Linked DNA regions of Mus musculus: all the other regions are linked to region 4. Evidence: chromatin contacts called from public Hi-C, HiChIP or PLAC-seq and Micro-C data. All regions are on one chromosome and are shown on one strand. Each heading gives the region's core, a stretch centred on a gene start, on an enhancer-like site or on the middle of the called end of the contact. The rest is flanking DNA. Distances are from core to core; before and after follow the strand shown. Region 1 holds the start of Flt1 (FMS-like tyrosine kinase 1). Region 2 overlaps Mtus2 (microtubule associated tumor suppressor candidate 2). Region 3 overlaps Mtus2 (microtubule associated tumor suppressor candidate 2). Region 4 holds the start of Mtus2 (microtubule associated tumor suppressor candidate 2). Region 5 overlaps Mtus2 (microtubule associated tumor suppressor candidate 2).

Region 1 (2,700 bases), core at 102-2,601, 230 kb after region 4:
TGTAGAGAAATCAGAATTGGCTGGGGAAGTCCGCAGGTGAGCTTAGGCTCACAGCGGTCTTTCCCTTCTGCTAGACCATGAAGGAGAAAAGGAATCTCACTTGCCCTGGCTCAGAGGCTCCCGGTGCCCTAGTAGAGCTGCGGGTGGTGGTGGCCCAGACTCTCTTAGGAATGAGGCAACTCAGGTTGCGCAACCTTCCCTACCGGAGGTTTAGTCTAGTCCTTCAGGAAAAGCCTCTGGTCCCATTTAGGAGCCATTTTATCACGGGTATCTGGCAGGTTCTATTGAGGCTATTTTTCAAACCTGCAGTATTTACAGGGACAAGACTGGGCTGCTCCGGGGAGGCCGGGACGACTTCAGCCTTCCAGTTAATGGATGCATAATTGAGGAACAACGTGGAATTAGTGTCATCGTAAATGATCTAGTGTCTCAAGTTAATTTCACCCGTTTTTTGTTCCAAGAACATTCGAGTCAGTCATCTTGGCTAGCCGGCTTCCACCAAAAAGATTTGTTTTCCATCCAGCGTTTCAGACCTAGAGTTCAAGTTCTTGGCCCTTACAAGTTGCAGGAGCGTGTCTCACGCCTTGGCTTTTTTTTTTTTTTTTTTTTTTTTTTTTAAGGTAACATGTTATTCCTTGTTTTGCTTCTAGGAAGCAGAGGGTTGAGGAAATGGCTTGGGCGGGTGCATTAATGCAGCCGAAAAAGACACAGACTCCCTCCCTTGGGACCCGCGCGGCCCCGCGCTCTTTCCGAAGGTGCCTGGCAAGGCGTCCGGTTCCCTCGGACGCTCCGGGTCCAAGTGCCTTAAGCGGAGGGTCTCTGGCGCCTTCCTTCGCTGTCTGGCAACAGTCTGGCGGGGTCAGGGACCGGCGGGACCGCTCGGGAGAGGGCTCGACTGCGCCTCGTTCCTCGGTGCCAGGGACACCGTCGCGGGAGGCGCGGCCAGCTTCCCTAGGATAAGACTTCCCGCCCCGGGGGCAGGGCGGTGCACTTAGACGGTCCCCTCCTCAGTTTCGGGCGGTCACCAGAGCTGAGTAAGCTCGGTGGAGGGAGCTGGGTAAGGATTTCCTGAGAGCGATGGGCAGGAGGGGCTGGGGCAGCAGAGCACAGAGCAAGGACCCTGAACCTGCGAACCTGTCCGGCGACCCGCGCGCCTAGCGCCACCGCACGCGCGCTCTGGCCCCCGGGCTACCCGCCCTCGCCGGCCCCCGCCCCTCCGGGAGGAAGAAGAGGGTAGGTGGGGAGGCGGATGAGGGGTGGGGGACCCCTTGACGTCACTGGAAGGAGGTGCCGGGGTAGGAAGTGGGCTGGGGAAAGGTTATAAATCGCCCCCGCCCTCGGCTGCACTTCAGCGAGGTCCTTGAGAGGCTCGGAGCGCGGTGGCGGACACTCCCGGGAGGTAGTGCTAGTGGTGGTGGCTGCTGCTCGGAGCGGGCTCCGGGACTCAAGCGCAGCGGCTAGCGGACGCGGGACGGCGAGGATCCCCCCACACCACCCCCCTCGGCTGCAGGCGCGGAGAAGGGCTCTCGCGGCGCCAAGCAGAAGCAGGAGGGGACCGGCTCGAGCGGCTGCGCCGTCGGCCTCGGAGAGCGCGGGCACCGGGCCAACAGGCCGCGTCTTGCTCACCATGGTCAGCTGCTGGGACACCGCGGTCTTGCCTTACGCGCTGCTCGGGTGTCTGCTTCTCACAGGTGAGGCGCGCCAGGGACCATGAGTTGGAGTTCGGCGGGGATGGGCAGCCACGGGGTGGTCCGGGGGAAGCGAGCTCCGGCGGGAGCCGGGGACACTTGTAGCAGCGGGTACGCCTCGGGACACACGTCTTCCCCTCCACCCCCCAAGTGGGCGCCGCTGGAAGTTGGCATCACCGCTTAGACTCTCCTTAGCTCCACGCTGGGGTCAGAGCCAGAGTGCCTGCCGGGTGTAGCCGGAGCCGCTAGTCCCCTACCGGGTTCCCGGGTAGGCGCTCACTCCTTAGACTCTGGGAGTGCAGATCACCACACGGGTGGACCTTTCAGCATCCAGAGCCTGCTCCTAGGCTGCAGCAGAGTCCTCAAGGGCTAGTTGGAGCAAGCTAGATGTCAGAGAGGCTGCCCGGGGCTGGACAGAGGTGGGGTCGTTAGCGATGAGCTCGCTCCACCAGAGCAAAGGAGGACGAAATTGGGAGGGGTCCCGTGCCCGCGGCGAGCAGATGGAGCCCAGAGAAGGGCCAGCTCTGACTCCCGTACCCGCTTGGGTCCGTCCGGAGGAAGCTGGGGAACGCACAGTCTGCAGGGTTTCTTCCCAGCAGTTCGCGGAGCGCCGTCTCCCGGGTGGGGCCTCCGCGGTGTGGGGCGGGTGTGCGGTCCAGGTCCTCGGAGTGAGTGAGTGACCCAAAGCGACCCGGCAGCAAGTTTTGGAATTTTAAGCCCTACCTTTAGGTTATGAATCTAGAAGAAAAAACAAAAAAACAAAACCACCTGACAATTTAGACTGAAAGCTGTGGTTTAAGTAGTAGGTGAAGTTTGCGACCTCCTAAATCAGCGTTCTCTAGGATATGAAAAGCGCGGGGCGGGGGGGGGGGGGCGACCGATCAGGGGCCGGCAGATTTTAGGAGCATTTAATGTGGAGACCGTCGTCATCCAAGGGTCAAAAAGCTGGAGGGACCTCGGGAACTCTAACTCCAGGTCTGCAGGCGGGAGGTCCCTTTGCGCAGAGACGCAT
Region 2 (2,700 bases), core at 138-2,637, 200 kb before region 4:
CAACTGTTACTAGTTTTTCAGAGAGTTTATTTATAACCCATCCATAAAACTTCTAAGTCTGGGGGAAAATTCCTACAGCTACTTTAAGATAAAAGGGACTCGCTTTGCTAAATAGTTAACAGAGAAATAAATTGGAAGTCTATGAAAACCTGCAGGATTTGTTTTTTTTTTTAAAGTATGGAGTAACACTATAAAACAAATATATGTTCAGATTTTCCCTGATAATTATAAAATCATCCAAGTTTTAAAGTTTGGCAAGCAAGCATTTATGTGCATGTGCACATGCATCTGTGTCTTGGTGTGCATGTATATGCATGCCTTTCTGTATACTACAGACATGCCCACCTGCCAATCTGTCAGAAGCAAGACCTCAGCTGAGGGTCCTTCTTCTCAAGTGATTCTATAAGAACTAAGAGTGTACAGATTTTGGAAACATAAGTAATGCATTTCTTTTTTTTAATAAGTTAATTAGCTTAAGGTATTCTGTTACAGACACCGCTCCAGTGGACTAAGACACTAAGATATGCCATGGGAGTAGCACCGGGTGCCACCAGGCAGGAAAGAGAACAGAGGTCTCCATGATGGGGCTCTGTGACGAGAAAGGCTGACAGCCTACCAAGCAGTAGGAGGAAGAACAGGAGTGGGTACCATAGCTCCCATCATCAAGCTACAAAGGCCTCCATGGAGCCAAGTGTTAGAGGAAGAGGGACCTAGAGGAAGGGGAGAGCCAAGCATCCCCACTAGAGGCAATGACACATTCAGGGCCTTTGAAGTCTGCATCGAAATGATAGGAAACTGTCAATGTCATTGAATAATTCCCCGAAGAAAATATTTTCAACCCGCCAATCACTGGGCTTCCTTGAAGGGGAGACGTCTCATCCTTTGCCATCAACAGGAATGACCAGTGACCAAGGTAAGCTCAGTTACAGGAAATTCTGCTTCTTTTTCATGCTTCTGTCCATTTCAAATCCATTCAAGACACAGAAAGAACATGCAACTGCCTGTGGCTGGTGACCTCAGCGCCTTGGGGACAGCTGTAATGCTTCAATAACGTAGATTGAAATACAGGTGATATTTAAACGAGATGCTTCCATTCCACAGGAAGAAATGAGTCAACTTCTGTTTCATTGACAACAAAAATGAAATATATCACTGAGGCCACAGATATGTGACTGCGAGTTTCCAGGCAGTAGCTGTTTGCCAGATGCTCACAGGCAAAAGCTCAGTTTTATCCGTGGGACCTATTGTTTCACACATAGGCAATCATTAGTGAGTCCAATACATCCAACAATCAACAGAAACGCCAGAGATAACACAGCCGTCTAATGCCACGCACCCCCAGTTTACACGGAGCACCGATGATCCCTTTGTGACCAGCCTGAAGCAAAGATTTGAATGGCAGCATGTGTTGTCTTACGGCTACTACAACGGAGTGAGCCTATTTTCCTCTCTATTTGTGCATAGAGAAGCTTCAGACGGAAAATGACTGTAATTATGGATGGAGGAACAATTCCACCTCCCCGGGGGGCAAATGAAATCAAACCTTTTTCTTTATAATCACCCATAAATATTTATGTTTCTCTACCCATTAGCCCACACATTCCAAAAGTGAGAGCCCCCCGCTGCCGTCCCACACAGTACACCTCTTATTATTTAAAAAATGAATGCAGACCGGAGGTTTTCTGTATTCAGATAATATAAACTTTAGGTTTGCAATACACAGATAATGTTGAATTCTTTTCTTACGTTGTTTTCAGATTGTAATTTTCTACAACAGAATGGAACAGTGATATATTGCGAGCCTCAAAAATATAACTCTGAGACCTGGCTTATACATATAAGACTTAAAATACTTACTGTCAAGCTATCTATTTGATTAATGAACGTGTTGCTGGCCAATACTGGAACTGAGGCGTGAAGAGCCTGCATGGTTGTCAGCAAGGAGCCCGTGTGGGGGCGGGGAGGGGAGGAAGGGTATGAGGTGGGGGATCGATGGGGGAGGAGCTTCAACTCAGGGGCTGGAAAATTGCTCACTGGGCAAAGGCATTTCGTACTGACTGCAAAGAGTTAATCCTTGCAGAACATAAATCTCTGGGAATTTAATTTTCACAAAATCCTGGCCATAAATAATTACCATTTGCCTCCCTGGGACAAAGGAACCAGCCATTCAATTTATACCAGTCAAGTTCTATAATACTGTGAAGGGGAAATCCCTGTCTCACGTCAGATTGTGTGGGTGTTAGGTGAACAGTCTGAGCTGTGCTGAAAGGCAAATTAAAGTCTCTAATCAATAAAGAGCAAGAGACTCATTAAGCAAATTGAGGGCAATTCTAGATTGCAAAGTGGAATGCAGTTTGGCTGGACTCTTACGGGTTTATCACATGTTTTTTGCAGTGTATACTCAACGATTTTTGCACGGCATAAAATACTTTAGAATTGTATAATTCAGTATGAATAACCGTGACTAGCACCACTAAAAGAGCATGCAGGCTGGATCTGGTTCTGACGGCTCGCTAGATTTCTTTTTTCTTCCTTTTAATGTCGAGGCTTAAATGGTGTGAAGAATTTCTCAAGGGGGGGGGGAAGCGTAAACTGGAGTGTTCAAATCGCCACAGGACCCTCCTCTCTCTTGTTCTTCAGTGAATTGGTTTCTTGATCATCTCGGAGATAAAGAGAAGACATTAAAAGTCCACCCATATA
Region 3 (2,700 bases), core at 98-2,597, 220 kb before region 4:
TCCCTGAACCCAGGAAGCAGGTGGGTGGAGGAATGTCACTATCTGTTTTATGATTAGTATACCTTGGGGCATTGAGTCACAAAGGTCATATTCTCAAGCCTGGGCCTAAAGGCCTAGAATTTTGTTTTTACATTATACTTTTTCACTGGGAGTAGAGGTTCCAGTGTTGGATTGCTGGATTGAATTCAGGACTCTCAGTAGGAAGAGAACAGCGAGATTGAATGTATATGTAAACACATATGGGGTTTATTAGACTGGCTCACAAGATGTGTTCTGAGTGGCTCAAACACAGCTGTCTCACCTGTGAGAGGCTAGGAACCCAGTAGTTCCTAAGCCCAGGAGGCTGAATGTCTCTGCATTCAGTCTGGGGCTGAACCCCCAGGGTGGGGGAGGGGGAGGGGGAAGGGAGGCTCCTGGATGGTTGTGGGGCTTCAGCCTACCTGAAGAACAGGGTTCTAATACCAGCGCTGCAGGAAAGATGAACTTCCCAGGAAGGGTGAGGGAAGCTGGCCAAAGGCACAAAGTCTTACTCCCAAGTCCTTTTGTTCTGGCTGCCTGCCCCCAAGACAGTGCTGCCTTCACTAGGGAGGATCGTGCAGGTTAAAAAAAATCTGATCAAGAAAATCCCTCACAGGAGGGCTCAGTGGCTTGGGTTTTAGTTGATTTGAGATGCAGTCAAACTGACAACCAAGGTTAGCTCACAATATGGTCCTTTTATTTCTAATTGCTGGTGTATTTACACACTATTTTACATAACAAATGAGCTAATTTACATAATAACAACCACTGCTCTGGGGTTCCTCTCGCCTCATTCTTGCCAACCTACCTTTTGTGCTGTGTGTGTGTGTGTGTGTGTGTGTGTGTGTGTGTGTGTGTAATGCATTCCCAAACAAAGCCCCAAATAAGTCATTTATACTAGCTATGAATGCTAGTATTACTCATTTCAAACTTAAGTAAAATAAGAAAACCAATGGAAATCTTTAGTGTTAGAAATGATGGAAAATGATTCTTTGTAAATAATACACCCTAAAAGTCCAAGAACCATGGCAAGAACATAGGATAAACAGCAATCGTTCAGCTAAAACCATGTTAAGATGTGAGTAAGCACGGGGGCTTGACTAGGTTGTAAGTGAGCAGAAAAAAATAACTTTGAAAAACTAACTAGCTAACGGGAAATGTCTGGGAGACCCACTTTCAGAAGTGATAATTCCTACTTCCTGGGGAAGTGATCTTGAAAAACTTTTTTTTTTCTTCCAAAGGCTGTCTTGGAGAATAAATGCTGGGATGGTGGGGGTTATGCGGAATAGAGGAAGAGGTCAGGCCACCAGGGAGCAAATGCCATGACATTACAGAGTGGGAGGCAGACAAATCCACAGAGTGCAGAGGTCTTGGAAGGTCCCAGCGGGCAGCAGAGGCAGCTCCGGAAGAAGCTGAAGAGAGAAACTATTTCCTCAGAGAGAAAAGTGTGGCATGCTTTCTCTTGTATGCAGAGTTAGGATGAAGACAAAACAAACAAACAAAACAAAAAACAAAAAAAAACCAACAACAACAACAAAAAAACAACACCAAAAAAAAAAAAAAAAAAAAAAAAACAAAGTAGGAAAGTACAGACAGATGGGAAAGAGGAAGAGTGGGGATGAGAGGTAGTGAGGAAGATCAAGGTGAGTTGTGCACACCTACAGGGATGCCATTTCAAAGCCTGGACTTCGTACAATTAACAAACACATTAAAATCCTCAGGAGGCAATGGCTCAGGGACACAAAGTCACTCTAAATCAACACTAAATAGGAAACTTCTTCCAGATCACTTTACAAGGGACTTGGAAGCTGTCCTTCCCACCTGCTCATCAAAAAGACAGCAGGGTCTCTGACCCTCCCTGCCTCTTCAGAGGACGGGGGTCCTTGAGGACATTTTAACTCTATAAACCCAAGAGAAAGACATGAAGCCTCCGAGAATCGCAGCATATGGAGTAGAAAACCCCACAGAAACCAGCTCAGGGGTGGGGGAAGGCAATTATATATGAATGACAAAATCTTAGGGGTACAACAGGGATGCCTTTGTGTTAACTTCAGGAGGATTCAGTTTGTGGTTTTGACTCTGCTGCTGGGGATTCATTCACAGTGAAAGTCACAGAGCAGTGCCTAGGCCTGCTCCTAGGTGTCACCTCAGGAGGAGCAATCCACTAAAGCCTGCCTAGCTACTGAAATAGGAACATCAGAAATGTATCAGTCACTTTGTATCACTGTGATCAATATATCCGACAGAAACAGTGTCAGGGAGGAGAATTCACTTTGTGATTTTAGAAGATTTGGTTCATGGCTGCCTGTTAGCTTTGTGTGGCTTGACACAGGGTGGGAGTCTGTGGCAGAGCAGGGTCTTTTCTTCTTAGGAAGTATGAGGTAGAGAAAGAAAGGGGGTGTACAGGAGGGAACCAGGGCAAACTGAACCCCTAAAATCCCACCTCTTTTTTTTTTTTTTTTTTGGTTACTTCTTTTTTTTTTTCCCATTTTTTATTAGGTATTTAGCTCATTTACATTTCCAATGCTATACCAAAAGTCCCCCATACCCACCCACCCCCACTCCCCTACCCACCCACTTCCCCTTTTTGGCCCTGACATTCCCCTGTACTGGGGCATATAAAGTTTGCGTGTCCAATGGGCCTCTCTTTCCAGTGATGGCCGACTAGGCCATCTTTTAATA
Region 4 (2,700 bases), core at 12-2,511:
CTGTCAACACACGATTAGCTATGTCCACGTGACAGCAAAATACAACTACCTAACAACTTAAAAGCCAAAACGGCTATGTGACAGGGATCTATTTCTTTAAGTCACTTCCCACCTATTTATTGTCAGAGACGTCCCACTGGTTTTCATAACAGACTTAAAAAAAAAAAAAAAGCCTGTTTTGTGTCTTAACGCTTGAGAGTCTACGGTATGAATTTTTCTTTTGAAAGGACCTCCTGTCGCCTTTAAATGATACCAAAACCATCTCATGCTTATCCTGAAGGAAAGTTTTGAGCTAAGACAGAAATTATGGCTCTGACTTCCTGCGCTCTTACGTTCTCTGGTAACCGCTCCTAACTTTACCAACCAGCAAATATTCCTGTGAAGCACTTACATAACAAAAGAGTGCAGGCGCCTCTGGCACGCCGCCAAGCGTACTTCTCTGGGTGTTTGTATTTAAAATAGAACGGTAGTAACATCACTTGCAAGCCTTTCCCTGCACAGACTCAGAATGAAGGGGGTTGAAAAATGGATGGAGCAAGCCTTACCATTCTAGGGCTCCAAGGAAATAACACATCGGTGCTAAATTAAGACGAAGACACGGACCGAATTATCCCGAGCTGGGGGTGGAGAGGGGTGGGAGCTCGCTTAGGCTAACCCGCTGTCGCCTCTGAAACACCGTGCTCAACCTGACATCCCCGGAAGGTGCGAGTGGGTTGCAGCCTCTCTCCGGCGGAGCAGAAGATGTGGGCAGCGGGGAGCGGGCTCTCTGATGCCAGAGAAGCCAGCAAAAGGCACCGCCTCCGCCCCGCTCTGCACCTGTCTCCAGCCGGATCGGGACGCGCGGACAGCAGTCGCTCACCTGGGTCTGGAGGAGCCAAGAAGGATGTGCAGAGAGACCAGAGCAGCCTCCGGGAGCATCCCGGGCCGGGCTACCTCCGCACGCAGCTCCTTCGCAGCTGGAGTTTGCAACGCGCCCACGCGTCCAGACTCCTGACCCACCCGGGTCTTCTGCAACTTGACAGAGCGCGGGCTGAGGTGGCGCAGGTGGCGAGCTTAGGGCACCGGGGTACCTGGGGCCGTGGCCGCAGCCAGCCCTCCGCCCGCGCACTTCACCACTGGGCACCGCCCAAGCCGCCGGGCTCTGATCACAGGGATGGCCCGGGCTGAGGACGCCTCGCCGGACAAAGACGCCGCTCCCGCCCACCCTCCAGTGAGGTGCCGTCCGCGGTGACAGAAGCCGGGCTGCAGCGGCCCGAGGCGCGCACCCCCTCCCGGCCGCCCGGAGATGCTCGCGAGCCCCGGCGCCTCCTCTCGTCCGGAGCCCCGTGGGGGGAGCCGAGCGCCCTCTGCTGGCCCGACACGACCCGGCAGCTCACGGGACCACAGTGGTCCGGAGCATCCAGCCTCAGACCCCAGAGAAAGGAGAAGCAGCCTGAGGTCGCTGACCTAGACTCCTGACTCCCACGAGTGGGATGTGCTGTGGTCCAATCGGAAGAGAGAGCCTCTTTTAATTGCGTGCAGCAGGAAGAATTGGGGTCCAGCGGGTGAACTCGCAAGGGATGTAGCGGGGCTGATGGACAGGAGACTAAAGAAGTCTCTGTAAGGGTTTTGTGTGTGATTGTGTGCGGGTTTGGCGGGGGTGGGGGTGGGGGAGTTGGGGTGTTTGAGGCAGGATCTCACTTGAGACTCACAGATATCCTCTTGCCTCTGCCTCCAAATCTAGGGGTAATGCATAGCCGGCTACCCACTTGAAAGACTCTTGTCTCAACGCAAGCTTGTCTGCTTCGTAGTTCACAACGTTCCTCAGAAGTAAACATGAACGCAGGACTTCTCAGTAGCCCTTCCAGGTCGCCTGAAAGCAGCGCACCTGGGAAGCCTGAAGACAGCCGGGGGGCTTCTCCAGCCTCTGGCTCACAAGATTTGGGACAGACTGACAGAGAAGACAATGAGATGCTGGCTTACTGATGTGCTTGCTCGCTTTCTCTTGGGGGTCGGGAGTGTGGGGAAAATGGGCTCCCTCCCCCACCCCAGCATTGCTGTGCCGAGCAACATTTTATACCAGCTGAATTTTTGTACTAACTGGTCTATATTGTGAAGGGAAATCATGAAAGAGCACTTTTCACACGGCTGTCTTTTTACATTATTCTATGTGGCCTCCCATTTCTTCTGGAGGAATCTAGGGCACGTTTTATCGCTTTTCCTGTCACCTTCGGGTGTTAACAAGCGGTCTGACTGGCTGTTATTACAAAGTCCAGTCCAATCTAAATCAAACTTTAAGCTCATTTCATTTAAGCCTTCGCCCCTCCCTTCCCCTAACTCACAAACCCCAGCCTGACTTAAACCTAGAAAGATAGTAAAGCCTCCTTTGTGCCATTCACTTTCCTATTTGGGTGCTCTGTGAAGCCCATGCCTCCCAGGTGCAAGGAATGAGGTCCTGGCGCTACAGCTCCTTCCTCGGGCCACTCCCACTCCTCCAGGGACTCATCCCACCCCCACCCCCATCCCACAGGCAGACCTGACCATCTTCCACCACATCGGCTGACAGTGTTCATTAAACTCTCTACAGAAGCTCTGGTTAGCTTCTTCCTTGAGCCTCACACTCCAGATGACAGGCACCAGCTTCTTCAACACATTTCTTCTCAGGCACACAGTGAGTGAGCCCTTCCTCCTCGCCCCGCTGGTACCCTGCCAATCTCACTG
Region 5 (2,700 bases), core at 32-2,531, 250 kb before region 4:
ATCTTCATTTCTCTCCTTTTGCTCCTTGGATGTATAGCCCAATGCCCTTGCCATAGAGTCCTGGCCTGCCTGGGTCACACTGCCCTGGCCTGCAGACTACGCTGGATCATTTCAGGACTTAGAAAGCAGACAACCGATACTTAGTGATTGAACAAGCAACACACACACACACACACACACACACACACACACACACACACACACACGATTAAATAAATCATCAATAAAGGGCAAGACTTTTTGCCTACCTCCAATTCCCCATGACTTTTGGCTTCCTAGAATTAACTAGAACCCAGATATAAGATTAGGGGCCTCTTGCTTTCACCCTAGTTAGTAAGTCATAAATCCATGTACCTTCCTGGGAGTTCCTAAGGGAAGGGCTGTTCTAACTCTCCTTGCATCTAAATCGTGGGTATATCAGGTGCTTGTCAAAAGAATGAGCCAGCAAGAAAGAATTATCCATGAAACCCTCCCATTAGAAATCCAGTTAGAGGACACAGCCCAGCACTCCGAAGGTCCATCCTGTTGCCGGAAAAGGCATCAAGCAGGTGGCACTGAGGCAGGAAACCTCAGCCACTGTCAGCTTGGCCCTGTCAAGTTCAGAAATGTTGCCAGAGCCGGCATGTGGCTTATTGAGAAGACCAGGAAAAGTCTCAGTGTAATGGCCTGCATTCTATAAAACAAAGAAAGAAGAAAGACAGGAAGAGGAGAAGATGTGGAGGAAGAGGAAGAAGAGGAGACAGAAGATGGAAGAGAGGAGGAAGAGAAAGTAGAGGAGGAGCGAGAGGAGGCGATGAGGAGGAAAAGGAAGAGAAGAAGTCCGGGAGGAGGAGGCAGAGAAGGAGGAAGAGAGGAAGAGAGGAGACATTTCCTCCAGAGGGGTTAGAGCACTTAAGGATTCACACCATCGAAGACCTTACGCCAGCTTCAGAGCCCAAACCATGTGACCGTCCAGGACATGACCAGTCTGCAGGCCTGCCCTTTGTGGCTCAATCAGTGTGACAACAGAACAAGCGGGGAAACTTGGTGTTAATTCACTTAGACATGCGGAGCTGTGCCACTGAAGACCAAGTGAAAAATTCCACTTTGTCTCTCTCTGCTCTTATCTACAGTCACTGTGAAATTTGCAAAGGTCTACCAGACTTGGAAAAGCAAGCTATGAATATATTTAAATCACACTTGAGGGTGTTTTTTTTTTTCTTCTTCTTCTTGCTAACCCATGCCTTATTTTGACTGCTCATCTGCATTTCTCACCCTCTTTTTCTGTGATGTATCTGGTGAGCTCCTCCTAGTCCCAGCTGAGCATCTATGTAAGCAAGGCCACTGCTCATGTGCAGCCCCACCTCACCCCGCTTAGCTCACAAGGCAGCGCGCAGCTTGCCCTAACCTGGAGAAACCTGTTGTCTCACCCAGCCTGGGGAGGTAGAGAGGCCGATGTGCTCTCAGTTTTGTGGCTTGAAATGATGGGGAGCCGACAATGTGAAGGTCCCCAAGGGCCACAGTTGGGGGGGTCCACACACTGAATGTTGTGGGACCTCAGCCTCATCCACAGTAATGAGGTCTCGATGATGTCTAAGGCACCCAGCCCATCTCTCGAGTCAATGGTGGGAGAATGTGGACAATGTGTCTTATTTTTGTTTGGTTGTTTTGTCCTTTGAGACAGGATCTCCCTACATAGCCCAGACTGGACTAGAATTTAAGATCTTTCTGCCTTGGCCCCTTGAATGCAGGCATGATCTGCTGTATCTGAGTCTAAAAAAAAAGTTCTGTCTCAGGGCTGGAGAGAGGCTAAGAGGGGTCCGCAGTTATGAGTGTTTTTACTCTCACAGAGGACACAGGTTCAGTTCCCAGCATCCACTGCAGCTCACGGTGATCTCTAACTCCAGTTCCAGAGGATCCAGTGTCCTCTTCTGTGGGCCTTGCATGGGATACACATGCATACACACGTCTGTGGCACAAAGACATACACGCTGGCAATACACCCAACATAAAAGAAAAATTAATCTTTAAAAACAATTATGTCTCTTGCAAATCAGCCACAGAGCTCAGCAGCCCCATTCAAGGACGTTGCTGAGTAGATGTGGCCATCCTTGCAAATGATCCCCTAGGTGTTTTGTGACAAGGCCTGCCATTTGCTTCTGGTCCCGGAGGAGGACAGGGGACTCACAGAGCAAGACTGGCACAGTCACCATTTGTGAAGAAGGGAGTATAGAGGGAATGGTGGAGGTTGCTGTGGGCTGTGTCACAAGCCCTGTGGGTCTCTGTTTTGTTATTTGTTTTTATTGGTTTATAAAAAGCACATTTCCTCACGGTGCTAGAGAGCTGGAGAGGTTCAGCTCCTACTGACCCTGAACTATGGGAAAGGGCCAGGGATGCCTCCTGTGCAGTCTGGGGAGCTGGTGCTCCTCGCTGAGCAGTCATGGGAAGTCTCCAGTAACTTCTAAGCTCACCATCTCCTTTTCCAGAGTCCTCAGGGGGAGACTCAGCAGGGAGTCAGGATGCTCTTTCTTTCAATGGCTATTCCTTAGTAGCCAGGGGTAGTCTGGCTTTCCTATTGATGGCAAAGGATTTGGGATAAAGAAAAGCAGGCATGTCTGGGCATGGCAGTGCCTACTTTTAACCCCAGTGCTTGAGGGGCCAGATCTTCGTGAGTTCAAGTCCAGCCTAGTCCACGTAGCAAGTTCCAAATTAGTTATTGAA

The links. A called contact is a pair of places that touch in the nucleus more often than the background predicts. HiChIP or PLAC-seq counts read pairs in DNA pulled down with a chosen protein or histone mark.
Region 1: a contact with region 4 is called in a Micro-C map of embryonic stem cells, with 2.9 times the contacts expected there. The contact joins the promoter of Flt1 here to the promoter of Mtus2 in region 4. A contact is called at or near these places in 9 of 39 promoter capture datasets (the 3T3-L1 cell line, 3T3-L1-derived adipocytes, the HPC-7 cell line and 4 more), 7 of 484 Hi-C or Micro-C datasets (the G1E-ER4 cell line, Sertoli cells, cerebral cortex and 3 more), 1 of 115 datasets of contacts at active chromatin or transcription factors (pancreatic cancer cells) and 1 of 9 other capture datasets (liver).
Region 2: an H3K4me3 HiChIP or PLAC-seq map of embryonic forebrain shows a contact between it and region 4, with 3 times the contacts expected there. The contact joins the enhancer-like site here to the promoter of Mtus2 in region 4. A contact is called at or near these places in 3 of 39 promoter capture datasets (the 3T3-L1 cell line, cranial neural crest and liver), 2 of 484 Hi-C or Micro-C datasets (cortical neurons and nephron progenitors), 7 of 115 datasets of contacts at active chromatin or transcription factors (SST interneurons, embryonic forebrain, embryonic hindbrain and 4 more) and 1 of 9 other capture datasets (pancreatic islet).
Region 3: a contact with region 4 is called in a Hi-C map of embryonic stem cells, with 1.7 times the contacts expected there. The contact joins the enhancer-like site here to the promoter of Mtus2 in region 4. A contact is called at or near these places in 2 of 39 promoter capture datasets (the 3T3-L1 cell line and cranial neural crest), 6 of 484 Hi-C or Micro-C datasets (the HL-1 cell line, embryonic stem cells, muscle stem cells and 2 more), 10 of 115 datasets of contacts at active chromatin or transcription factors (SST interneurons, craniofacial prominence, embryonic forebrain and 5 more) and 1 of 9 other capture datasets (pancreatic islet).
Region 5: a Hi-C map of cerebral cortex shows a contact between it and region 4, with 2.4 times the contacts expected there. The contact joins the enhancer-like site here to the promoter of Mtus2 in region 4. A contact is called at or near these places in 7 of 39 promoter capture datasets (the 3T3-L1 cell line, embryonic stem cells, frontonasal cranial neural crest and 4 more), 1 of 484 Hi-C or Micro-C datasets (cerebral cortex), 13 of 115 datasets of contacts at active chromatin or transcription factors (SST interneurons, VIP interneurons, craniofacial prominence and 9 more) and 1 of 9 other capture datasets (embryonic stem cells).

What each region holds. Positions count from the first base shown.
Region 1 is chr5:147,724,662-147,727,361 of GRCm38.p6, reverse strand. Flt1 (FMS-like tyrosine kinase 1) reads left to right here and starts at 1,351. Exons shown (of 30, transcript NM_010228.4): 1 at 1,351-1,691. The coding sequence starts at 1,628.
Region 2 is chr5:148,152,213-148,154,912 of GRCm38.p6, reverse strand. The region is part of intron 4 of Mtus2 (microtubule associated tumor suppressor candidate 2); the gene reads right to left. Gm46928 (a long non-coding RNA gene) reads right to left here. Exons shown (of 2, transcript XR_001785022.1): 1 at 1,858-2,700; 2 at 1-1,241. Among named protein-coding and RNA genes, the nearest start is that of Gm46928, 3.6 kb to the right of the region's middle. Within about 2 kb of position 1,387, at least 6 of the 459 cell types and tissues checked have an H3K27ac peak or open chromatin away from gene starts, as enhancers often do. A contact at or near this core is called in embryonic forebrain, where this site is marked.
Region 3 is chr5:148,173,913-148,176,612 of GRCm38.p6, reverse strand. The region is part of intron 4 of Mtus2 (microtubule associated tumor suppressor candidate 2); the gene reads right to left. Among named protein-coding and RNA genes, the nearest start is that of Gm46928, 25 kb to the right of the region's middle. Within about 2 kb of position 1,347, at least 14 of the 459 cell types and tissues checked have an H3K27ac peak or open chromatin away from gene starts, as enhancers often do. A contact at or near this core is called in embryonic stem cells, where this site is marked.
Region 4 is chr5:147,955,881-147,958,580 of GRCm38.p6, reverse strand. Mtus2 (microtubule associated tumor suppressor candidate 2) reads right to left here and starts at 1,261. Exons shown (of 15, transcript NM_001359503.1): 1 at 860-1,261.
Region 5 is chr5:148,210,597-148,213,296 of GRCm38.p6, reverse strand. The region is part of intron 5 of Mtus2 (microtubule associated tumor suppressor candidate 2); the gene reads right to left. Among named protein-coding and RNA genes, the nearest start is that of Gm46928, 62 kb to the right of the region's middle. Within about 2 kb of position 1,281, at least 6 of the 459 cell types and tissues checked have an H3K27ac peak or open chromatin away from gene starts, as enhancers often do. A contact at or near this core is called in SST interneurons and cerebral cortex, where this site is marked.